3 separate regions of the Mus musculus genome follow, and all the other regions are linked to region 3. A link is a contact called in public Hi-C and promoter capture Hi-C data. All regions are on one chromosome and are shown on one strand. The core of a region is the stretch at or near the end of the contact, and the rest is flanking DNA. Distances in the headings are between cores, read along the strand shown.

What was found. Promoter capture Hi-C pulls out the DNA fragments that hold promoters and counts their contacts. Hi-C and Micro-C count contacts between places; a contact is called where the count stands out from the background.
Region 1: a contact with region 3 is called in a promoter capture Hi-C map of the C10 cell line. The contact joins two enhancer-like sites. A contact is called at or near these places in 4 of 39 promoter capture datasets (the C10 cell line, cranial neural crest and embryonic stem cells) and 1 of 115 datasets of contacts at active chromatin or transcription factors (large pre-B cells).
Region 2: a contact with region 3 is called in a Hi-C map of bone marrow-derived macrophages, with 24 read pairs. The contact joins two enhancer-like sites. A contact is called at or near these places in 1 of 15 datasets of contacts at CTCF or cohesin (large pre-B cells), 9 of 484 Hi-C or Micro-C datasets (CD4 T cells, the G1E-ER4 cell line, bone marrow-derived macrophages and 4 more), 9 of 115 datasets of contacts at active chromatin or transcription factors (bone marrow-derived macrophages, embryonic limb bud, embryonic stem cells and 4 more) and 3 of 9 other capture datasets (embryonic stem cells, liver and pancreatic islet).

What each region holds. Positions count from the first base shown.
Region 1 is chr8:46,264,518-46,268,369 of GRCm38.p6, reverse strand. No RefSeq gene overlaps it. Among named protein-coding and RNA genes, the nearest start is that of Gm30880, 18 kb to the left of the region's middle. Within about 2 kb of position 1,394, at least 1 of the 459 cell types and tissues checked has an H3K27ac peak or open chromatin away from gene starts, as enhancers often do.
Region 2 is chr8:46,335,197-46,338,811 of GRCm38.p6, reverse strand. No RefSeq gene overlaps it. Among named protein-coding and RNA genes, the nearest start is that of Gm30931, 26 kb to the left of the region's middle. Within about 2 kb of position 2,316, at least 34 of the 459 cell types and tissues checked have an H3K27ac peak or open chromatin away from gene starts, as enhancers often do. A contact at or near this core is called in bone marrow-derived macrophages, where this site is marked.
Region 3 is chr8:46,495,700-46,499,598 of GRCm38.p6, reverse strand. The region is part of intron 2 of Acsl1 (acyl-CoA synthetase long-chain family member 1); the gene reads right to left. Among named protein-coding and RNA genes, the nearest start is that of Gm31050, 27 kb to the right of the region's middle. Within about 2 kb of position 2,453, at least 71 of the 459 cell types and tissues checked have an H3K27ac peak or open chromatin away from gene starts, as enhancers often do. A contact at or near this core is called in bone marrow-derived macrophages, where this site is marked.

The DNA.
Region 1 (3,852 bases), core at 145-2,644, 230 kb after region 3:
TGGCTCACAACCATCCGTAATGAGATCTGATGCCCTCTTCTGGGGTGTCTGAAGAAGGCTACAGTGTACTTATGTATAATAATAAATAAATCTTTAAAAAAAAACAAAAGCAAACCTAATCCAGGGTTTTAAAAATATCAACACAGTAATACCCTTTAGAATGGACTGGCGAGATGGCTCAGCGGGTAAGAGCACTGACTGCTCTTCTGAAGGTCCTGAGTTCGAATCTCAGAAACCACATGGTGGCTCACAACCACCCACAATGAGATCTGACTCCCTCTTCTGGTGTGTGAAAAGGCAGCTACAGTGTACTTATGTATATTAATAAATAAATCTTTGGGCTGGAGCGAGCAGAGTTGACCAGAGTAAGCGGGGCCCATCTGAGTGAGCAGGGTTGACTGGAGCGAGCATAGGTCCTAAAAATTCAATTCCCAACAACCACATGAAGGCTCACAACCATCTGTACAGCTACAGTGTACTCACATACACAAAATAAATAAATACATCTTTTTTTTAAAAAAGGCCCTTCAGAGAATAGTTTATTATCAGAAAGGAGTTAGCCAAGATGAAGTTACAAGGTCTCAAGTGCCAATTTGACCAATGACAAGCCATGTCACTGATGCTGTTTGTAATGTGTTAGTATAACCTTTCAAACGATACTCACAGCCTGAACCCTGAATGTTATCATTAAAGTATTTTGCTTTTGAATGGAATATTAGAGGACCTCCTCCATTAACCACTCATGCAGAACACCCAAAGGTGCTCTGACTTTGTGATGCCTTATCATGTGATTCAAGGACAGTTAAAGAAACTCAAAAGTTGTCCTTTGTGGATCCTGACATGACACAGAGCATCTAGGACAGGAAATCTATCAGGTTGAGTGTGCCCACTTGGTTCAAACACGCACAGTGTTCACCTTCTTTATAATAACGGCAGTAAGCCACATCACCAAGAGATATTGAAATCTTAGAGTTGTGCTAAGCAATCTCTGTAGAGACATGTTTCTCATCCTGGGTCGTGACCCCTTTGGAGTTCAAACAACCCTTTCACAGAGGTCACCTAAAACCACCAGAAACACAGATATTTACATTATGATTCATAACAGTAGCAACATTACAGTAATGAAGTAGCAAAAACATACTTATGGTCAGGGGTGGGGGGTCACCAATACATAAGGAACTGTATGAAAGGGTCGCAGTGTTAGGAAGGCTGAAAACTGCTGCTCTAGAGTGTCTCGTTTCACATCTGTCTCTCCCAGAATACTTTATATCTGTGAGGTGGGTGTGATTATTTCCATTTCTCAATGCAGAAAAGTCATCAACAAGGCAAAGTGACTGGTCCCCAGCCAGTAACAGCAAACAGCCGGATGAGGCTGCTCTTGTCTTCAAGGGAAGGGAAGAATTCCCTAGAGAGACACAAAGACAGTTTAAGCAAACCTTCCCCTCCCCCTCCCTGCCCCCAGCAAAACAAAGCATAAACTTCAATAAAAGGTTTGGAATGAGCTGCCCACAGCAGGGGCACTCCAGTGGTTCTGTGTTGTAGATGCTACAGTCCTCGCCCCCACCACCCCCAGACACGTCTTCATGCCTGGCAAAAGCTGTCCTATGTATTTATTGAGATGCTGTTACTCAGATGGAGGGTGAGTCAGAGTTAGAGTCCTTGCCTAGCTTATGTAAATCCTGGACTTAATCCCCAGCACCACAAAAGTTAATAATAGCTATTATAGCAGCAATAATAAATGATAATAGTAACCCGCTATTCCTCTTTCAGAGGCAAGATCCTATCCCTTCATGGGAAGCACATGTAGTAAGCCTGCTCCCTCCTGTCCCTGACCTCAGCCCAGCATCACCATCTCCCCTTCACCTTCTGCCTCCCTAGGTCAATGCGGTCCATTTGGTTTCCATGGGAACGCCTTCCCATGCTGCCAAACCAGCACCTGAAAGTAGGGGAGCATGGGGGAGCAAAGACAGAGAAGAAATTTGGTATGTGTGAAGCAAAGGATGAAGGAACCAGGAAGAAACTCGGCTATGACTCTTTCTAGCCTTGTCCCTGGGGCCTCTTTGTTGATTCTGCCGGGGTGTGTGTGTGCATGTGTGTGTGTGTGTGTGTGTGTGTGTGTGTGTGTGTGATCTCGCTGGCGTTCTGCACACTCAACAATATCATAACTCAGCACCATCACTGTCCAATTCAGGATTTTTGTATAAGCTCCAATAGGTATTTCGTATTTTAAACATTAAACATTCTCTTCTCCCAAGCCCTATAATCTCTATTTGATCTTGTGTCTCTATGGTTTACCTCTTCTTATGCCCTCCCATGAATGGAATCAAACAGCTGTCCCTTTGTGCCTGGCTTATTCCCTTCAGTATAACGAGCCCAAGGCTCTTTCACGTAGAACCACGTTTCAGAAGCCTGCAGCATTTGAAGCACAAAATACTACTGCACTGGGTGGATCTACCGCACCGTGCTTCCCAGCTCACCTGTTAATGGACACTCGGGTGGTTTCCGGCTGTTGGTGTTGTGGTGAATGATGCTATGGACATTGATCCGGGTGAGTCGATTAAAGTCTCTCCTCCCAATTCTTCTGGGTACGTACCTGGAAGGATAGTCGCTAGGCATACGGCACATCTCTGTTCAATTTTTGACAAACACCTGGGTGGCACCATCTACCTATCATCTTACATCCCCACCAACAATGCTCAAGGGCTTCGCTCTCTCTACATCCTCACCAACATTTGTGGGCTTGCTTGCTTTCTGTTTCTTTTTATTTTCACTTTAACCGATACAGCGTCCCCCTTCCCCGCCAAGATAGAGTCTCCAGATGTACTGCCCATGTTGCCCTGGAAACTCACAGGCTGACTTTAAACTCACAGAGATCTGCCTGAGTCTGCTTCCCAGGTGCTGGGACTAAATGAATATCCATCATGTCTGACTAAGTGTTTTTATGGAAAAAAAAAAAAAAACCCAAAAACCAAAAAAATAAACCACTTCTATCCAGGTAGTTGACAATAACAATAACAGCGATATCTAAAGGGTGTAGCTTCATCAGGTTGACATGTGCATAACAATAATAATCAGGACTATTAATCTATTTCCTCAAATGCTCCTCAAGCCCCATTGTGGTTCGCCCTACCTACCTACATCACTAAGCTTTTCCCTAGGCAACTGTGTCCATTCTTTGACCCTCTCTGCATTTTTGGTTCTCACTATCTAACTTGTTCTTTCCCTTCCATCCATGGGGCTAGTTTCTTACAGCAGAAGACTAGAGCAAACCTGACTAGCAAGTGCCTTCATCTGCTTTTATACTCATGAAGTCGTCTGCCCCAGCAAGCTGGCTATGCATGTTAAAAAGCTTGACACTTCCATGTGAGCTGTAAATTGAATCTGATTATCATGTTACTGGTTCCAAACAGATACAGAGGACTTAGAGTTAAAATTTCTGAGTTAAGAATTTAGAGGGTCAGGAAATTAAACAGAGGTGTGTAGCAATGGGATGGGGACCTGGGAGTGGCAACCAGAAAGTCCCAGATGCCAGGAACAAAAGAGCCTCCCAAGATCCCACAGGGATGACATTAGCTGAAATACCTCACAAAGGGAGGGGGGAGAACCTGTTGAGACCATATTCAGAGGTTAGGGCATAACCCCTCAGTTGAGGGATGGAGCTACCCACCCACCTCCAAAATTTTAACCCAGAATTGTTCCTGTCTAAAGGAAGTACAGGGACAAAGAGTAGAGCAGAGACTGAAGGAAAGGCTACCCAGAGACTGTCCCACCTGGCGATCCATCCCACATGCAGACACCAAACCCAGACACTATTGCAGATGCCAAGAAATGCTTGCTGACAGAAGACTGATA
Region 2 (3,615 bases), core at 1,067-3,566, 160 kb after region 3:
GAGGCTGCACTAACTAGGTCCTTGTGGTGATGAAATGGCTTTGTACTGAACCATGGACAAGCTAGTTACCTGTGATAAAATGACAAACTGGAGAGTAATGACAGTTCCCTGTTTCAGACATTGCTCAACTGCCTGCCATATGGGACTTTCAACCATTGCATCTGGTTTAAGGGTCCAGGGAAACTTGGTACTGTCTTTTTTTTTTTTTCCAGATTTCCTCATTTTGTATGCATAAATGTTTTGCCTTCCTGCATCTATGTATGTGTACCAAAGAAGCAAGAAGAGTTTCTTGGATCCCCTAGACTTGGAGGTATAGAGGTTTATAAGCGGTGGTGCATGTGCTGGGAACCGAACTCAGGTCCTCTGCCAGAGCAGCAAATGCACTTTACAGCGGAGCCATCTCTTCAGGCCTCACTTAGTACTGTTTTACCGACAGTCTGCCACTCTAGTTTTTTGAAAGTGTGTATATATACAATATATAATTCCATGTACATATTGCACACACACGTGTAAACAGTATACACACATATGTCCTATGGGAAAAACTCTCCGAGATTGTCTGACTAAGAAAACGGTCACTTTTTACAGTGAAATCTCTTTGTGTTTTCCGTTTGGTGATGCAAAGGAGAAACGCTTGTGGTGTTGCTGAGGTAAGACTGGGTAAGACAAACCCTCTCCCAGCTGAGCTCTGTCCTCAGCCACGATGAGTAACATGGACGGTTTATTGACCTGCTCTTCTAATTACAGCTGGGTGGTTACCAAAGATGGAATGTGGATACCACACAATTGAAGTCTAAATCGAGGATGGGAAACCTAGCTTGAAATGCAAGAGATGTTTGTTTGGACGGGAGGCGGACAGCCTTGGGAATGGCTTGTGCGTTCTTGACCCTGGCTGTTTCCTGGGGAATGTACCCAGGGGTTCTCACAGTAGCTCAGGTGTACACACAGCTGACTCTCAGGACTGGTGGAGTTTTGGGGTGTGGGGTGTCCCACCCCACTGCTCAGGGGCTCTTTAGAGGGTTTCTTTATTCAGTCTTTCTATCCACACATTTCTAAATATTTCCTCACTCGAGCACACTGACGACAGCATAAGACTGGATGGAGCCTGTACTGTCGAATGCTGAGAGCAGTGACCGACTTGGAACCTACCAGGCACCCACTCTCATATTTCCATGTCTGAAAGTGTAGACTAGGAAGCGGGAGTGTCATAAATATTGTCTTTAAGAGAAATGACTTCGTTTTGGATGTCTGTTTAATTGTTGTTTTGTTTGTGTTGTTGCTGTTTTGTCTTTTACAAGCAGGGTTTCTCTGTGTAGCCCTGGTTGTCCTGGGATTCTCTTTGTAGACCAGGCTGTTCCCAAGAACTTTGTAGGTCAGGCTGCCTATTCCCAAGAACTAGTCTCTAACACACATAGTGGAATCTCCTAACATCTCTTTTTTAAAAGATTTATTTTCAACTGTTTTATGCAGGAGGCTTTTTGTGTAAGTTTTTATAATTGGTGTCTTTTTTTGTTTTGAGGTTTGTTTTGTTTTGTTTTGTTTTGTTTTGTTGAGAGAGGGTTTCCCTGTAACTGTGGCTGTCCTGGAACTCACTCTACAGACAAGGCTGGCCTCGAACCCACAGAGGTCCTTTGCCTCTATCTTCTAAGTGCTAGGATTAAAGGCAAACTCCATCACTGCCCGGCTAGCTGGTATCTTTCTTAAGATGTGTCTGTCTCAGCTGGGTATGGTGTCACATACCTTTAATCTCAGCACCTAAGAGTCGGAAGCTAGTTTGGTCTATATAGTGAGTTCCTGAGCAGCCAGATCTACATAGTGAGACCTGGCCTCAAAACACAGACAAACCAACCAACCAACCAACCAAATAAACAAACAAACAAATAAAAACCCCACTTAATTTTTAAAAAACTGTCAGTTTCAACTACACTTTTTATTTAGTGTTTTAAAGTTACTGTCCTTTTGATGCAGTTTTTAATAGGGGTTGTGGACATTTGTTCTTGACAGTCCTTGTTAAGCGGGCATGTCTTATACATTGAGGGATTTTTCAGCAATGTCCCTCTTTTCATGTGCTATGTGGGCATTGCAGCCACATCTACAGGCTCCAGTCCCTAGATATTGCAATACCTACTGTGAGACATAGGCTCCCCTCAGAAACCCTGCGTCCGTGTAGTAAGTCCCCAGCAGAGTCTCCTCTCTTCGTGTTGGTAGTTTATAACTCCTTTCTCTTTTGCTTTTGATTCATACATGTTATTAACCTCAGCATCAATTTTGGTTTCATTTCATCTTTTTCCATTTCAGTGACATTTCCCCCTCCACGCACTCGTGGTTCTTACCCAGTGGACTTCCCTTCACCCTCTCATACTCAGTGTGTGCTACTCCGTCTAATGCCTGGTAAAAAGTGAGACATGACTGGTTTCGAACACTTCTTTCCTACATTGTTAGCCCATAGCTTTGCTATCGTGCCCCATAGATTCTGATGTGTTATATTTCCAGTCTTCTTCAATTCAAACCACTTTCTGATTTATCTGGTTTCCTGAGTCAAGGGATATTCAGAATCATGCTATTTAGTTTTTAAGTGTTTGAAAGGTCTCACGTAGTTTTAAGACGCTTTTCAAATTGTTCTGAGAAGCCTTTCTGTAATTGAGTTCTTGTTTAGTTTTATTGTGACCAGAGCACATACTTTGTCTAAAGTCTTTTAAAGTTGACTGAGACATGAGACGTGTATTGCAGATAGAATGTGGTCTACATTGGTAAATATTCTTTCTGTACACGTGGTTTTCTTGTGTGTACTCTGTTGCTGTTGGGCTGACAAATACCCTGATGTCACTGATTGATGAGCTCGTGTGTCACCACTTACTGCCTGCTTTCACCTGCTGTAGTGAGAGTTACTGAAACATCCACCTGAGACTGTGAATTATAGCAGCGACTTAGCGACTTTTCTCTTGCCGTGAAGAGACACCATGACCAAGTTATAAAAAGAAGCATTTAAACTTGAAGAGGAAATGTCTCGTTTCTTGGGAGACTCGGTTGCTTCATGTGGTGTTCTTCAGGAAACTGTCTTAGGAGAGGATGTTTTTGCTGAAGTAGACACATGAGAGGATGTTTTGCTGAGAAAAGATACATGGTATTTGTCTGGAAGCAGCCCCCCAAATGCATGTAATGTTTGCTAGGGCAGATGCTTGAGAGAACATAGGATGTTTAGAAAGGGTGTAAATATAACCCAACAGACAGCAGATGATGCTGTGTGGTACTGGTATGTCTTGCCACTCTGCTGGCCATAGTTAGGCTTTGTTGATGCTGGTCTTCACTGATGACACTTGGTGGTATTGGTTTGCCTTGCCACTCTTTGCTGGCCATTGTTTGTTGTGACTTTGGAGAGAGAAACACACCAAAGAACTTCTGCTGGTATTCCCTTGGCTTCTTTCTGCTTCCATGGACTCAAACTGATTAGCAGAGCCTTGTGGTTTCTTCTGGCCTGAGCTGCCACTGCTGGTTTGTGAATGGTGATTGTGAGTGGAGCGAGCTGTGGCTGCTGATTCCTGTGAACTGAGCTGCTGATATCCTGACAACACAGATTGGATTTGCTCCAAAGAACTATTTCTAAACAGGTCCACA
Region 3 (3,899 bases), core at 1,204-3,703:
GATTAGGAGAAACTGGGGGTGGAGCCAGCACAAGCACAAGTATCACCAGAAGAGAACTCAGCACACACCGCTCTGGCGAAAGAACTCGGTCTAGCCACGCAGAGCACACAAGGCGCTCGGCTTCACCCTGCCTGGCCAAACGGGACCACAGCGTCAAGTCCCACCCCACGTGACTCCACTACTCAGATGTTGGTGCACACTAGGAGTTTTCGTCAGGAAGCACAGAATGGTGACAACTGTCACTTTTTCATTTGGCACCTGTTAGCCTCGCTGGTGTGTGTGTGTGTGGGGGGGGGGAGCGCTATTTTAAAACTTAAATAGTATAGAAATTATTTTCTGCCACTTCAATGTACATATGTTTCTTGTCTAATGAAACCTATAGCAGGTGGCATACAAAAATCACATGGTTTCAGACACAGCTTATCATGTTCCCATGCAAGTCACTCTCACTTTTCTTGGTTATGGAGAACTCAGCAACATTCATTGCCATATGTAGGGATGAATACATACATATAATATGTACATACACATGTATATATTTTATATACATTGTTATTTTGGGTTTATTTATTTTTATGTGTACGAGTGTATCTACATATGGCTGTGAGCCACCATATGGTTGCTGGGAACTGAAACTCAGACCTCTGTAGGAACAGCAAGCACTCCTAACCACTGGGCCATCTTCCCAGGCCCAACTTGAAAGAAAGGGTTTTTTGTTTGTTTGTTTGTTTGTTTGTTTTTTAACACTAATAATCAACTGCTTTCAGACTGGAGAGATGGCTCAGCAGTTAAGAGCACTGACTGCTCTTCTGAAGGTCCTGAGTTCAAATCCCAGCAACCACACGGTGGCTCACAACCATCTGTAATGAGATCTGATGGCCTCTTCTGGGGTGTCTGAAGATAGCTACAGTGTACTTACATATAATAAATAAATCTTAAAAAAAATAAACTCAACTGCTTTCTTTCCCAATCCCTCTGCAGCCCAGCACTGTGTGAAGGTCAGGAGATCTGTCCTGAGTCCCAGGCATCCCCACAGAACCCCAGCCCACTGCCACTGCCCATTACCAGCCGGACCCTTCCTCCTCCCTCCTAAGTCAAAGCCCCAGGCGTCTGCTGCGTGTACTCTGAAGTCAGCAGACTGCTCGAACAAACACCTAGCCTCAGGCTCTCATACCCTCAGTAGGGTGGGTATGAGAAGACAGTATTCAGAAAGGTTCTCATAATTTATTAAGAAGCCTGCTAAGTTTTGAAAGGTGCTAAAGCTACCTAAAGGTATGAAAATAGTGATGTCTACATGCTTGCAGAAGCACCTCTGCGATCAGAGCACCCTGAGCACTTCCTCTCCCTCCTATCCCACCTGGCTCATGAAGACTGCCTGCTGTAGACACTACCAGATGCCAAAACACCCTTCAGGAAAATGTGGTCACAAATTCTCTGGGTAGGTGTGAGGGCAAACCTTAGCTCGTCTTTATTTCACCACTTACACAATTATTTTGCGATCAAGACAGGGGAAAACAGGCCATGGGAAACTCTGAGAAGGACCCCACAGTGACAAATGGTAAGCCAATGAAAGTGGTGACCTGAGAAGAGGGCTCGCAGACAATGACAGAGAGAAAACCAGAGTCTCATCGTACCAAGGGGTTCTTCTGAAACCTCGTGTCCTCCTGAGACCTCCAGCCTGTACATATCCACTAACTGCTCTCTGTCCCAACACTCCATAGAGGTGAGAATTAGTTTACATCTACAAACGACTGCCGGGCAGTATTTATTATGTCATATTTATAAATAGCTGCAGAAATAACCACATGCTGCCGTGGTTCCTAATACCGCTCCATTTCGCTCAGTACACAACTGCTACTTCCCCTTCAGTTAAAAATCACTTGTCCTCATCTTACAACTAAGTGGCTCTGACATTTCTGCAGACCTTCAGGCTTGCGTCGGAGATAGCCAGAGACACCAAGACCCAACCCCCATCTCCTTCCACAACACCTTCCACTCATGGTTGAGCCTGGCCGTCTGCCTCTCATCACTGTTGAATGCTGTCCTCCTCGGCCAGGGCTCCCTGGCTCAGAGCTTGTCACTGGCTTCCTGGTTCAGACGGGCATGGCCAGTCTTTGGGATCTTGCCTCGTTACCTGCACAGGTCTGGACTTGTGTTATTGCTGCAAGTGTGGTGTAAGTATGTTTTCATAAAAATGTACAAGTCCATGACCTGCTCTCTTGTGCTGAAGAAAGTGCTGGTGCAGTTTGTAAGTGGGCTGTTCCATGTATACATGGGGGAAGACGGAGTATGGGAAAGAGTGCTCCCACCAACCACATGGAGAAATCTCACCGAGTAACATGTTCCACGGAATTGTCTAAATACGGACCAGGTCGGCTGCTCCTTGTTGCAGTGTGTACAGGAGCACCTACTTTAACAATGGCACTTGACCTCTGTCACAGACAGAACACCCTGCACACTTCCTCTCACTGGACGGAGGCTTCACACTGATAGAAGCTAGTCCTGCCCCGGTACTGTGTACATGTGGCAGAAGCTTAAGTACTTGTTGGATGAATGCAAGTTTGACAACTGGATTCAGTGGGTGGAGTGGGGACTGCAGGAAAAGCCACACCCTCTGCATGAGACTTTCTGGAACATACGATTAGCATGCAAAGAAGAGTCATTAGCCACACACAGCCCAAGGTATGAATGTCTAAGTTTTGATCTATCATGTATGAGGGTGATCAGCTAGCATGCACCCCAAATTTCATATCATTTACTGTGGAGCTAAGTCATCCAACCTGAGTTATATATACCCAAGGAGCCGGCTCTGCTATTAGCAGCTTTGAATCCAAACCTGAACCACCACCTAGTAGCAAACTTAGACACTGAGTCTGCTGTGGCCTGTGGTTTGGTCACCAGAAGCAAATTCTACTTAAAGTTCCGATAGTCTAAAGACCTATAAGCATAAAATTTTATTTGTTCCAATTTATACATTTTAATAACTGGAGAAAAAACAAACCCGAGTTTCCCCTGAAGTGCTTTATGGCTGGTGGTAGTCCCAGGCTGCCTAGCCTAACTTGACAGGCAATGCACTCAGCACTAGCCAACCTCTCTTCTTCCACGGCTCTCTGCAGTGACTCAGGGGTTCCCACAGAGTCCTCATTGGCACTCTGCAGCAGATTTTGTCCCCAATCCTTTGAGCCTCACTGGTGGGCCAACTTTCCCTCCAGCCATATGTGTCCAGTCTGGGTTGAGGGTAGGTTCAGGACAGACAGAAGCACTGGTGTTTCACAACTCTGTGCCTTCCTCAGCTCACCTACACACACACACACACACACACACACACACACACACAGCCTCTGGATTCTGAAGTTTCTCAATCTGCATCCTCAGAATCTAGCCACCGTTTATCTTTCTTTGCTTCTTTTTGCTTTGACCAGATCTTGCTACAATTTGTAGCCCAGGCTGCCCTCAGACTTGTGATTCTCCTATCTCAGCCTCTTGAGTGCTAAATGCACAGGTCTAGCCTATTCATTTTCAGAAGAACTTCCAGCTGAGTCCCAAGGCTCCAGGCACTGACCCTTCTGATCCACCTGGAGCCACCCAACCTTCCTCTCCATAGCAACCCACTCTCCTCCCCAGGGCTTAACACAACCAGCCAACACTGAACACCACAGGCCAGGCCGACAGATAGCTTCTGAGCAGGGCTTGACAGGGACGATATTTATGGTTTTTCAGTTATAAAATGTGGAGGTCTCTATCTTCCAGGTCCTTCTTGTCAAGTCCAGAGGAAACTCCATGTCTTCAAACTGACTGTCAACATTCCTCAGGAACTTATGAAGTTGGCTCCCTCTAAAAAACCATTTCCTGTATCAGTGGCTAAAGGGAACTCAAACTTAGTAAGGACAGATGAGGAA